Regions from separate parts of the Gossypium hirsutum genome. Here all the other regions are linked to region 3. The links are chromatin contacts, called in public Hi-C maps. All regions are on one chromosome and are shown on one strand. Each heading gives the region's core, a stretch centred on a gene start, on an enhancer-like site or on the middle of the called end of the contact. The rest is flanking DNA. Distances are from core to core; before and after follow the strand shown. Region 1 has its middle 50 kb from the start of LOC107939239. Region 2 holds the start of LOC107951819 (probable protein phosphatase 2C 4). Region 3 holds the start of LOC121213785 (calcium-dependent protein kinase 32).

Region 1 (4,759 bases), core at 2,043-4,542, 140 kb after region 3:
ACATGCCTTACAAGTGGACCATCTTATCTACCAATCTAGTTAGCAACTAACATGCCCTACTAGTGACCCATCTTACTTTTCTAGATACCGAACTTGCGCACCAATTAATTCGTGTCTATTTCTTATCACTTATATGCACATGCAGTCACATGCAACAGCATACCAAGTTTCTGGGAGGATGGTTTTACCTATACTCATAACCTTTAACTATGATAAACCAGGGACACGAAAGAGACTCATAAAAGACTCACACAATTTGGATACTCACAGAAGGTCTCAGAGAAGCTAGTTACCCCACAAAGTCTCCCATTACAATCTTCTCTTGCTTCTTGGACACTTACTGATTCTTCTTTGATGAAGAACTCTCTCTTAATCGGGGTACAAGAATAAAAACAAATCAAAAGGAAGAAATTAGAACCCTACTACACCAGCCACGTCGTTATTTATAACCTGAACGATTCTAACAATAACCCTACACATGGCTAGAAATTCAGAGTTGATTCAACACCCCTTGATGCCCGACATATCAATCTATAGACAATACTTTCTACCAACCACCACTACTACCACTAAGAGGTATACACTTTACTTGTACTCATAAGTAACCAACTAACAAGTCATTCAGCTACCAAACACATCAAACTGTCATCTACAGTACTCTAGTTCAAAGCCAACTAGATTTTAATAAGGAACAAACTAAAACTAAAAAATATGCTCACATCTTACAAGAAAGCATGGTAAACTATTCTACAACCGCAATCTTACCTGCCATGTTCACAAAGAAAACTATCGGGTCCAACAATCCACTTTAGACAGATTCTACATGCCAAATGAAACAGACCACTTGGCGGATACAAATATAAGGGTCTGCCAATACAAAATTCACCAAGAGAATCCATTGATTGGTGGGTTCTGCACATCGAACATTCCAAGGCATATAGATTAGTAGCTTACACTTCGCCAAAAGATGAATCTTCAACCAAGTCTTTACAAACTTTCCTGGTTAGCCAAACAATTTGCCAATCATAGCACGACAACTGGTACAAACTTAACCTAGAGGAAAAGGTGTAAATCAACCTTCCTTGGCTTATACTTAGCCAACAATCCACCCACACAAACCAACAATTGGGACTACGTCTGCCGGGATGTTACATGATATACTGTTTTGGTGACGTCATGACGTGGATGAGATGACATCACGACATCGACCTTGAACTTCTAAAACTTTGCAATTTGGTCTTGTTTCATGCTTGGATTGGCAAAAGAGCTTTCATAAGCTTGTACAAAATATGTGTAGCATACATTTAAATTTTAGCCTCAAAGTGCCACATTAACCATGTTTTGTAGAACGTCCCGTGAAGGTCAACTAATCAAATGGGGCTCATTTAATCCACTTGAAATGGCCTAATTTGTGGAACATATGGAGAAGTCCATCTACTTGAAGCCTTGGTGGCCTAATGAAACACGTTAATAAAATTAGAGTTACCAAGGTAATTAATGTAAATCCTAAGGGATAAAGTTGTATAGAGTTTAAATCCCTTAGGACTTTTATCTTGTAGAAAGACACAAACCTCAATTGTTGGATATGGGGGAGCTCAACTATAAATAGAGGTTTTTTCCCCTTATTTGTAATCACTCAGTTGTAAACCTTCAAAGTAATAAAATACTTTTGAGAGCATTTACTCAAACACTTGGTATGCACTATTTTTCTTATGGTTTTTCTGTTCATTCGCGGCTTCTTTGTCTTTTGAGTTTGCTTATGCTTTGCTTCGGTGTCTTAGAAAATTTCTACAATAATTATCAGTTTTTGAGTGTTAGATTAACTTAGGTGAATTTTAACCTAAAAGATTGCCAAAAGCCATGCGGTTTGCCAAACTAAAATTCTAGCCCCATGACAGTTGCATGAGCTTGGAGTATTTATAATAGTTGTAAATAGTGTCAAGATTATGGGGAAAATGTTTATCCTAGACATGTATGTTGAGGTATTGATGGTTATTCTTAAATAAGGATGGTAACGGAGTGGGACAATTTTCCCCAACTTTGACTTAATATACTCTTAGTTTATTCTGACTGGGTCTAGAAAAAAATAATAATTTATTCGCTTCAAACTTGCCCTAAAAAATTAAAAGCATACCCGAATTTGAATCAACTTTATATATCAAAATTTTCAATTAAAAATAAATAAAATAATAAACTTTCCATCAATGAATGAAAAGAAAAATAGTAAATTTTTGCAAAAAATATATTTTTTATAAACTACAATTGTACTCATTCATTTGATGGTTGATTATAGTCCTATTTGAGCCACAGGTAAAGCCCTCTCAATAAAGTCGACTTCAAGACTTTAACTTGATTCAAATATCTGAAGAAAAAGTTCACGTCCTCTTCTTCCATAAAAATAAATTAGCAATATTGTAACAATGGATTTTTTTGGTTGAACCCACTAAAATGGTTCAGATTTCATTTTATGGTCATTCAATACGGAATGAATTTAAAAACCATGTCCTAGAGAAGTAAAATAAAGGGGGTGGGAAATGAGATGAAAGAGAAAAAGAGGGGAACTTTTGGGTGGAATTAGAGTAGATAGAAAAGACGCAAGTAAGGGCTAAGGAGAGTTTTAAAAGAAAGCCTAAAAACGATATATACGGAAAATATCTTGATACCGAAGTCCATTACTCTTCAACCAGTTCTAATCTAATTAATTTTAAAATTAAATTTGTTCCGATCTGGTATTTAAAAAAGAAATCTAACCGATCAGACCACTTTGGCCATCTTTATTCTTAATAAATCACATACAATGAAATAAAAACGCAATAGCAATTAGAATATGAGTCAAATCCACCCGTTATGGTGAAAATGTTGTATTAGTTAATATGCCAAATTTGGTGCTAATTTAAATGTTTATTATATTAAGTTTAGTTGGAAATGGAAATATGTATATATAGTACTCTGCCTACCATTCTCCAACTTGATGCTTTGTAGACCTGAGATCGATTATTAATTTGTTCAAGTTCCCTTACCTACCCGCCATCCCAATCCAAACCAATGATGCATGTGAACCAGTTAAGATGAAATACAACTTGTTTGCCTCAGGTCGCCCTCTTGATTTCGCTTCTATTATTGTTTTTTATTAATCAGTAAGGTGAATAAAAAAACAAAAATATGAAAATTTGAGGTTGGGAGGAAGTTTTCAATTCATTTTGGAGACAAAAAAATTTGGTGGTTGTTTACACAAGTGTGCAAGCCATTTGCATGGTTCGGAGGACAAATTTGACTATATGTCTTAAGATTGTTGACGTGAAAGTATGATGATGTCCTAGGATGAGATATGTTAAGGTGACTAACATTTAATTATTCTGAATTTTCACATGATCTTCATATAGCCTTAGCGTTAATAGAGATGCATAATTTGTCAAATTGAGGTTTACGGAACTAATCATATCAGAGATGCAAAATTTCTGCAAGTATTCTTAGAATAAACTTAAGTGATTTTGAGTGAATTCTATATTTTAAAATTTAAATGAATAAGACTTTTTTAGTGAATTTAAAATGAATTTAGAATGATAAAAAAAACAAATAAATGAAACAGTACTTATGTGTCACTATAAATCTACTGTGAAAATTTTCCATTGAGAGTGTACCTTTTTTAGAAAAATAGTGGGTATAGAAGAAAAACTATATGATAATGGTAGTTTTAGAGTGAGTTAAATGATAATGGATAGTTTTAGAAGACTAGATTAGTTTTTTCGAGAAATAAATTATCTTTTTAAAATTGTTACATAAAAAATTTAATTTGTGTTGTTATCCCGATGCTATATTCTTTAAAATTTTAATCAACAAGGAATTTTAATTTTTTATTGACTTGTAAAAATTATAGAAAGACAAAAACATTTTTAAAATAATAAAACGTGATTTATAAAAGGAATGATTTTTTTAATTAATTTAACAACTGCGTTTGTGTTTGGTTGATTTATGACACTAATCTATATAAAGTACACATATTGGTGTAGCTACAGAAAAATAAAGACTTTAACTCCTTAATTAAATAAAAGAATACATTTCTAACCCTTAAACAATCAAGAATTTAATTTACCAAATTTTTTTTACTTTCTCCTAAATAAAATTCATGGGTTCTCTCTCTATATAGAATGAGACTTAGGAGAGGATACAATAAAATATGTAATTTGCATAAGCCATTCATACGAAAATGGACATTAAAACTAAATATATTATGTTATAGGCAAACAAAATTCAAAAAACTTATATATATTGACTTGTTTTTTCATCTCTCAGTTTTTTTTTTTCATTCTCCTTCATTCTGTATTTTCTTTACATCTTTTATTTCTTAAGATTATATTGTATAATAAATTGAAAAGACTGATAGTCAACTTATAATATGAAAATAAAATCAATGGTATTATATAAAAAATTTAAACCGGCAACATGTTCATTTTTTGGCCAAATTGTTACAATTGAAGGTAGCATTTGGCCGCATCATCCATGGAACATCTCAATGGTTAAAGCAGGACAAAATCATTTCATTTTAGAAGAAAATCGACCAAACAAATTGTAGCTTTCTTCCTTAGAAGCATCCCTATATATATAAATGCACAAAGGATTGAGGTACATGCCAATTATATAATATATATTAGGGTAAACTACATTCAAGATTACTAAACTATTAGTAAGTTTATATTTTTGATTACTCAACTTTAAAAAGTTACAAAAATAATCATTTAATTATTTAAAAAAATTTATT
Region 2 (4,705 bases), core at 1,910-4,409, 230 kb before region 3:
GGCTCAGATTTAATCTCCTTAGTTACATTTATAAATTAAAATTGTACTCATATTAAGTAAATATGTTTCTTATAGCATGTACCTCTGACTTTTTCAGCTTCTGGTATGGAGAAGACCGCCCTCGCTGGCTTGGTCCCATCCCATATGACTATCCTGAATATCTAACTGGAGAACTGCCTGGGGATTATGGTTTTGATATTGCAGGTCTGGGCAAGGATCCTGTGGATTTCCAGAAGTACTTTAAGTACGTCAACATTTCTTTCAATTCAATTTCCTCTGAAGTCATGGCTTTTTAAGATGTTTACAGTGAAAATGATTGTGTTCAGTATGATGTAAATGAGAAAACACGAGTTATGACTTTAATTCCTAATAGGATTATAGGGGTTAAAATATGCTTCAAGTCCTTGTACTCATTATAAGTTTGAAATTTAGCCCCTCCATTTTTATTTCAAGGAATTTGATTGTTAACATTATTAAAATTCTTTTGTTACACTCATGTTCATTACAATGTTTATTTTTGTTACATGGCTACCAAGTGAGATTTTTTTTATTTCAAAGTGTCAAACTAGTGAATGTAACAGAAGAATTGCAATAGTGTTAACAATTGGACTTGAATTTCGAAATCTAAAAAGTAGAGAGACTAAATTCTTTGAAATAAAAGTAGAGGGGGTAAATTCCAAATGTATGAAGATTATAGGGATTTGGGGTATATTTTAACCGAATATAGGGTACCTCTTCCAAACTTCATTCAGATGCTTGTATTATTGTTGTTATGATTACTATTATTTTTTTTTGGGGAGGGGGTAAAGGAGGTCAAAATAGTTCACAATGTTAAACACCAGTTCCATGGTGATAGGATTCCTCAGTTAAATTATCATGAAATTTAGTATACGATGATGTTTTGAATTGAAGTAGATAGTTTTAATTATTAAATGTTCAAATGCAATCTCTATTATGCAGTTTCGAAATTCTTCATGCTCGTTGGGCTATGCTTGCTGCCCTTGGTGTTGTGGTTCCTGAAATATTAGATCTGCTTGGAATCTCTCACTTTGCTGAGCCTGTTTGGTGGCGGGTGGGCTATTCGAAACTTCAGGTTGTTAATCTGTACCGGTTCATTAACTATCTTTCACAGATAATCTGGAATGTCTAAATCTTATTTAATCTTAGGTAGTTCCCTTGGTTGCGACTTTATTGTCAAATTTTTAGTGCTAAAGGAGGTTTCTAGTTAATGCATAATCTGCTACTTTAAGAAGATATATGTTGCAAGGCTTTTCCTATATTCTAATATGTTTCATATACCGATTACCGTTTTAAAATATATGAAATTTTCATTGCTACATTTTTTTTGGTATGTGTAGAGATTCACTGCAACTTAGACTGTAGGAAATAGTCATTTTTCTTCTCAAAAAGATCACTTCAACCTATCCTAGAATCCAAACTTGAGAAATCTAAGTTGAAGTTTCAAATTTGGTTACTTTGAAAAAAACAACATATCAACATATCCGTTAAATGTGCTTGTTGATTTTTGTGAGGGAGAAACACTGGACTACCTTGGCATCCCGGGTCTACACTTAGCTGGAGGGCAAGGAGTGATTATCATTGCTATCTGCCAGGCCCTCTTGATGGTAGTATCTTTTTAGCAATCTCATTGTTCTGATCCCTTTCCTTCATAAATATCATTTATGCAATAGTTGGGAAAAGAGAGACTGTTAAGGATTGTGCAATTTTATTTTTATTTTCATTTACACTTAAGGTGTGCTTGGTTGGGTGGAAATGTCGAAAGAAAACAAATTTTGAGTGTGTTTAGTTGGAAAGAAAGGTGAGAAAAAGGAAATAGGAGAGATGATTATTTTTCATTCTAATGTATAAAAACCAATTCTTTCTAATGTATAAAAACCAATTCTTTCATATTGGAATGATGAGAGGAGAGAAAATAAGAGAGAGATGTGAATGTTAGTTTAAACTTATGCATTTTTTAAATGTTTTATTTTTTTCCATTTCATTTTTCAAGTCTACTAAGCAAATGACGGAAGGAAAATTACTTTGTTGATTCTATTTTTTCATCTTTCCTACCAAGTACATCTATGGAAAGAAAAATTATATTTTTGATCTTTTTATTTTCCTACCCTTCAATTTTTTATCTTTCTAATTTTTTTTCCGCTCTACCAAGCAAAGATTTAATGTTTCAATAATTGGAGGTTTTGTTGGTTACTATTTGATTGCAATATAGGTTGGACCAGAGTATGCAAGATATTGCGGGATAGAGGCATTGGAGCCTCTGGGGATTTACTTGCCAGGCGATATTAATTACCCGGGAGGAGTTTTATTTGACCCATTGAAGCTGTCAAAAGACCCAGTAGCTTTTGAGGAGCTGAAGGTGAAGGAGATTAAAAATGGGAGGCTAGCCATGGTTGCTTGGTTAGGCTTTTATTTCCAAGCAGCTTTGACAGGTAAAGGTCCAGTTCAGAACCTAGTTGAGCACCTCTCTGATCCATTTCATAATAACCTATTTTCCCTTCTTAATTCCATGTCAAATACATAATTCTCAATACAGAATCATAGATATAAATACTTTGTAAACCACTTTTTAGTTTTATCTTACTATATATGTATGTAAATGACTATTACTTTCTTTCTAAATTTGACATGGTTTTGTATCTAGGGATGGTAGAGATGGGATTTTTTTATTTATTGTTTTAATAAGTTACAAATGCAATTATAATAGTCTACCCAAACGTGGACAGTTATAATCAATTATTAAAATGAACTAACTGATTAATAATCAAAATATATTTGAAAATAAAAATTAACAAATAAAAAAAATTGAAAAGAATTTATTACATGATAAGATTTGAATTTCAAAATTTTAAAGTTTTTGTGTATTTTTCCTATTAAACTAAGGTATTATTGGCAATGTCAATGATTTTTAATCACAAGCATTTGAATTAATTTAAAATTATTATTCGAATAATTAAAATTAAATTTTAATTTCACCTAACTTTTTAAGTTTATTTTTTGAATGAATATAGTTGGAATGAATATAGTTGGATTTATTGGAAAACAAAGCCCAAAACAAAATAATCCAAAATACATAGAAAGGCCGAAAGATTCGACCCAGACCCAGTAAAATCATTACCTGAGGCAACATAAGTTAAATCCCATTAACCTACAAACTCTTCATTTTCCCGAAATCCCCTTTCCTCTTCATTTTCCCGAAAACCTACAACTTCAGCAAAAACAGAACTAGAACGACTCCCATTACAAGATAGCCCACTCCTTGGATGGTCTCTTTCCACCATCTCCACTGCGTAATCAGGTACTCTTCCATTTTCGTTTCTACGTTCTCCATTTCTTAAACCTTTTGCCAACAGATTTGCCACTTCATTTTTCATTTCTTTGCCATATAGAAACTTGCATATCTAGAAATCCTGACTTAACTGTAAACAGTCTTTAATGATAGCACCGATCTCCAATTTATCTTCCTCTTTCATTTGTAGTTTTTTTTTTATTACTGATAGAGCATCCCCCTTTACCTCTATAGCCATAACCCCCAAATCCATCCCCATTTGAAGCCTTTGAACACATGCAATAGCCTCTGGAACAAAAATCGAAGGAGAACCCACATTTTAATAACCCTAGACCCCTTTGAATCCCGTACAACGATCCCAAAGCAAGACCTATGTTCCTCCTTATTGTTGCGATATCAAAGTTGATTTTCACAAAGGGAATCTCTGGTGGTTTCCACCTCCCTACCTCCCTCGGTTTGACAAGTAAGTATATCTTCAGCCCGTCCAATTCACTCAAATAGTTTCTTACAAAATCTGCTGTTTCTAATGCCGTTATTTTTTTTTCTCTTATGCACCCATCTGTTTCTTGTTGGTCATATCGCCCACAATCCGAAAACAAAAATACGACACTGATTCAAGGAATTATTTTCAAACAACCAGGTAATCCAACTCAAAAAATCCTTAGAGAAATCCTTTTGTCGCCCATATACTCTTCCAAGTAAAAGAAGGTAGATTCCTCAACCTTGCTTTTAAGAAGTACGTCGTTGGATGGTATTTAGGTTTTAACGTACAAGCAAGTAAAGAATTTGGAAACGTAACTAACCTCCAACCTTGTTTTGCAAGGAACAATAAATTACATTGACGTAATGCCAAAAATAGCCCCTAATGTTTGGCTGTTTGGTCACTTTGGCCTTTTATTTTTTTTGGAGCATTTTTAACACTTAGGCTCCGTTTGGTAATTTGTAAAAGCTTTTCCGTAAAAGCTTTTCAGGTTTTTCTGGTGTTTGGTTGGGTGAAAATAATTTCCTACGGTAAAATATTTTACATAAGTTGGGAGAATGGGGTCTTTTTTTAGGAAAATGTCTTACCCTTTTGAATTTGGTAAGACATTTTCCGGAAAAACACAGCTTCTTCTCCCCTTTCCCCTTTCCCTATTTTAAATCCTCATCTCGAAGTTTCTGCCATGAAAGCTGCTTCCTTCAACACTCCCCATTTTCCGTCCATCATCAGAGGAAGATGGTCGCGAAAGGTGCTTCATTTTCCATACTTTTAGCAGCACTGGCTGGCTCGTGTAAGTTCCTTTTTTTTTCTTTTTCTGGTATGACTAAAGGTCTTTTATTTTGGAATTTTGCTCATAGAAAAGTAAATTCTGGCATTATTTAGCAGACACGGTTCAGTGATTGAGCGTTTTCAGAGAA
Region 3 (4,429 bases), core at 513-3,012:
AATACGAACCTGCCCAGAAAGGTGGGACACCACAAAGTAAGATGTAAAGGATAACACCGGCACTCCAAACATCAACTTCAGGTCCATAATTTCTTTTCAGCACCTCAGGAGCCATGTAGTAGGGGCTTCCAACTATCTCGGTAAATATTTCACCTGCAAGGGGAAATATTCAAATTTCAATAGATCAACATAGAAGGATGAAACTAATAGGTGAAAACTTAAACCAAAGGGAAAAAAAGTTTTTGATATCATGTTTGTAAAATGGCATTACCTGGTTTAAAGAACACTGATAAACCAAAGTCAATCGACTTCAATGCCGCTGTCTCTTTTTTATTTGCAAACAGAAAGTTCTCAGGTTTGAGATCTCTGTGCATCACACCATGCTTGTGGCACATCTGCAACAACAAAAATGCACAAATATTAACTTAAGATCATAATTTAAGGCATAGTGAAACAAAGTACACATACTAGGAGAATATGGAGAATCTAAACAGAACTGAATACCCTAAACTTTAGGTCCAAGCAAGCATTTGAAACCCAAAATTTTGTGTAGCATTTCAGTTTAATCACTTCAAGCAACTAGTTTAGCAAGTCATTTGAAACCCTAAACTTGTACATTCATGAGATAAGAAGAGAAGATTCAAGATCAACCAAAAGGTATAGGAATAAACACAAAAATAAGGGAAAGAAAATACCTGAACAACTTCAACAATGGTCTTGGTGACAGCTGCAGCAGCTCTCTCAGTGTAATGACCTCTTGCAACAATCCTATCAAACAACTCACCACCTTCACACAACTCCATAACCAAATGGACTGAATTGTCATCCTCGTAAGTATCCTTCAAGGTAACAATATTTGGGTGGTGAGGCAAATGCTTCATGATTTCAACTTCCCTTCTTACGTCCTCAATGTCAACGTCAGTCCTTAGCTTCTTCTTTGATATTGATTTGCATGCAAAAGTATCCCCCGTTTCTTTGTCTGTACAAAGATATGTGATCCCAAATTCACCACGCCCAAGCTCACACCCAAGTTCATATCTTGGCTCAATCTCTCTCCCAGTTGGATCATTTAGAACCGTGAGCTTATGGCCTCTGTTGCCATGGTCATGTTGACCATAATCAAGAGAAAATGGATTTTGCTTCTTTTTTCCTTTCTTCTCCTTCTTCTCATGAGAAGCTGTTGTTGATGGAGTAGCACAACAATTTCCCATGAAATAACCCAATAACTTAATGTAAGATCTTTTCTGGTTTTTCTTGTTGTTGCTGAAATTGGTTTTTGAATTTAAACCCAAAGCAGCCAAAAAGAAAATCAAAAGATGAACTTTTAGACCAAAAAAAGGAGGAAAAAGAAGGCTCTGCTTTCAAAGATCCAGGCTTTGAGATCTAACAACTCTTGTTTTTTTCAAATAGACAAAAAAAAGAAGCTCTCCAAGAAAGAGATAGAAACCTTGCTTCTGGATTTTCAAGAAAATTGAATTGAGGAACCAAATGGAGAAAAAAGAAGAAATAAATAAATAAAATTTGGGTAAAATTTTTTATGGGAAATTAAGCAACGAACTGAAGGAAAAATTGAGGAGTGAAAAATATAAACATAAAGAAGGATTTTCTTTTAAACATATATACATATATATATTCAAAACCGTAGAAGAAGAAGAAAGAGTCACCAACCAACCTCACCATGGGATTTGGAAGAGAGAGAAGAGGTTCAAAGTTGTTCTATTTCTCAGATACTTCCTTCAGAATCCTCTCTTTGTTCAATGTTTTTTTTCTCAACGAAAAGTCAAAACTACCCTTACTCCCTTCAACAAATCTTTCAACTCTAGTTAAGCAAAGTCGTTTGATATTAATAATATTTACCTAATATTAAACTTCAAATTTACCTTTTAAAGATCCTTAACAAAATCCGAAACAGATTTCTGGAGACCAAAGTCAAGCTTTGTGTAGATTTTTGTTTATCTTATAATAACAGGAAAAAAAAAACAAATTATGCAAAAGTTAAAATATCTCATAACAACTTATAATCTTTAAAAATTTAAAATTTAATTAATGAATTTTCATTTTCAAGAGTCTAATCTCTTTATTTTTCAAATCTCAAAATTTAGGTTTAATAAATTTAACAATGTTAACATTTGAATCTGAATTTTAAAATTTTAAAAGTATAAAGATTTATATAGCATATTGTAACCTATGCAAAACTACTTGTACATGTATTTCTTTTGTTAAGTTATGGTCCAATTCTCCATTATTATTATTTTTTTTTACATTTAGAATTGGAACAATATAAATTTTGGCTCTTGAACTCATCAAATAGGTCCACTTTCATACCTGTACTTTTTTTGCTCACTTTGATACATAAACTTGGCAACTAAATCATTTTGATCTCTAAACTTAGATTTTTTTTCAAGATTTAATAATGTAACTAGATTGGATTGAGATCCAAAAATTTTAATGCTACATCAAATATTGTTCTAAGAACCGTGTTTAGTGATTTTCCAGAAAATTCATAAATGAGTAACACAAATTGGATTCATAAGGAAAAAAATTGATATTGAAGATGGAAATCTATGTGGATAATTGTGGGTGTGAAAAATGTGGAAATAGGAGCAAATTGTAAATTTTGAAAAAGTTTGAGGACTAAAATATAATTCAACCAAAAGAGAAAATGTGAACTATTCCTTCTTATTTGACATGGGAATAACTAGGAATGTGTATACTTACATGATGGAGATCACTTTTGGATTAATTTGAGAAAGATTTGAAAGTATATAGGCTAAATTATAAATTTTCTATTGTATCAAGAGAAGGTTAAAAGTGTACTTTTTGTCATCCAAAGAAGAATTAAATGTGAACTATAAGATTTGAATTTGATAAGTTTTTATTATTGTGAAGAAATTGTGCTAAGAGGCAAAACGATAATTTTTTCACTCAGGGACATTCTTATCTTTTCATTAGCTTTTGTAGATTTGCCCCTAGCTAAATTTAATAAGTTTGAAAGCTTCAAACTTGCCACATGTATGGCCAGCCATGGGGGGGAGTGAATGGCTGCTGATTTTTACTATTTTTAACAGCCTATCCAACCTATAAATATCCCCTTGGCTGTTCATTTAAAACACATCTTTCACATATTCATTATTCACACTTCTCTCTCACTTTCTCTCTTCGAAACCCTTCCTTTGTTCTCCATTTTCCCCTTTCATTCCCTTTCTTATTTCTCCTTTTGGAAAAGAGCCCTTCAACCACCATTGGTAGCAGCATTCAAGTGCTTATATAAGCCTTGGTTCAATAAGAACAAGCGGAGACGGAAGAGCAGAGCAAACTAGTCAAGCTTTGGAGAAACACCGAATTTGATTCTAATTCCCTACCATTTAATTTTTATTGTTGTTTTTATGAATACATTAAGTTAATCTTGAATTATCGTTGTAAGGTAACTAATGAATTAATTATTAAATCGTGTTGAAATTGTAATTAATGGACAAAATACTTAATCAGTGCATGTTTAATCATCTAAGGTAGCTGAGGGTTAAATTAGAGACAGTATTAAACGGTACATTAGCCTTGCATAACTGGCAAGATTATTGTGATTAAACACTTTCAATGTAGGTAAACATTGTTACCCCACTTACTCTTTTATTGGCCTATCTAAATTGATTAATTATTTGAATTGGGATAGTGATATGTTTAAGAGATTAGTTAATTTAGTGAGTCTATATGTGCTATAGTTAACAAATTACCAAGTTGCCGTGAATTATTTCGTAACAACATGAACATTTTTTTAGTAATATTAAGTTAAGAAATGTAATTAATCTAACACAATTATGTCATCTTGATTAAAATCATCTTTTGAAATTATGCATTGGAACTTTTTATTTTATTTTACTTAGTTAAATTTTAGTTTTTAATCACTTCCTCAAAATCAAAATATTTTTCTTCACCAAAGTGTTTTTTAATTGCATCATAAATAATTTCTTACTTAGCCCCTATGGGTACAATAACTCGACATTTACTTGTCACTTTATTACTTATTGCGATTGTGTACACTTGCACATTTTTGTCGTTCCAGTTATCCACCGGCGTGTTGTGAGGGCATATATGTATTTGATATCCACTGACTTGTTGTGAGTGCAAGCTTGAATTGGTGACGTTGGTTAAGCCTAACTGTAGGCTTATTTGTAACTTTAATGTTTTGATGTTTTGTACTGTTTGCGTTCTTGGAAACCCTGGGTTGAAAGGTTTCCGTTTATGTGTGGAACTCACTAAGTTTATTTTGAACTTACCACGTTTCCTCTTTTCATTGTGATCTTGAAGGGACTTAGCTAGATCGTCACTGTTTTTGTAAGCTTTTCCTTTGTTTATTTCTGTAACATGTACATATAGGACAACTATTAGACTTGTTCATTTCATGTTTCTATTTGATTATAATCAAACCTAA

What was found. Hi-C and Micro-C count contacts between places; a contact is called where the count stands out from the background.
Region 1: a Hi-C map of anther shows a contact between it and region 3, with 4 times the contacts expected there. The contact joins the enhancer-like site here to the promoter of LOC121213785 in region 3. A contact is called at or near these places in 2 of 34 Hi-C or Micro-C datasets (anther and leaf).
Region 2: a Hi-C map of leaf shows a contact between it and region 3, with 8 times the contacts expected there. The contact joins the promoter of LOC107951819 here to the promoter of LOC121213785 in region 3. A contact is called at or near these places in 14 of 34 Hi-C or Micro-C datasets (anther, callus, hypocotyl and 2 more).

The regions. Positions count from the first base shown.
Region 1 is chrA02:72,535,659-72,540,417 of Gossypium_hirsutum_v2.1, reverse strand. No RefSeq gene overlaps it. Among protein-coding and RNA genes, the nearest start is that of LOC107939239, 50 kb to the right of the region's middle. Within about 2 kb of position 3,292, at least 1 of the 9 cell types and tissues checked has an H3K27ac peak or open chromatin away from gene starts, as enhancers often do.
Region 2 is chrA02:72,903,908-72,908,612 of Gossypium_hirsutum_v2.1, reverse strand. It overlaps LOC107951819 (probable protein phosphatase 2C 4), which reads left to right and starts at 3,159. Exons shown (of 6, transcript XM_041087185.1): 1 at 3,159-3,316; 2 at 3,542-3,947; 3 at 4,478-4,578; 4 at 4,674-4,705. LOC107952373 (chlorophyll a-b binding protein 7, chloroplastic) reads left to right here. Exons shown (of 9, transcript XM_041087136.1): 6 at 98-244; 7 at 961-1,093; 8 at 1,533-1,625; 9 at 2,231-2,657. The coding sequence ends at 2,542.
Region 3 is chrA02:72,670,849-72,675,277 of Gossypium_hirsutum_v2.1, reverse strand. It overlaps LOC121213785 (calcium-dependent protein kinase 32), which reads right to left and starts at 1,762. Exons shown (of 8, transcript XM_041086883.1): 1 at 696-1,762; 2 at 272-395; 3 at 10-153. The coding sequence starts at 1,211.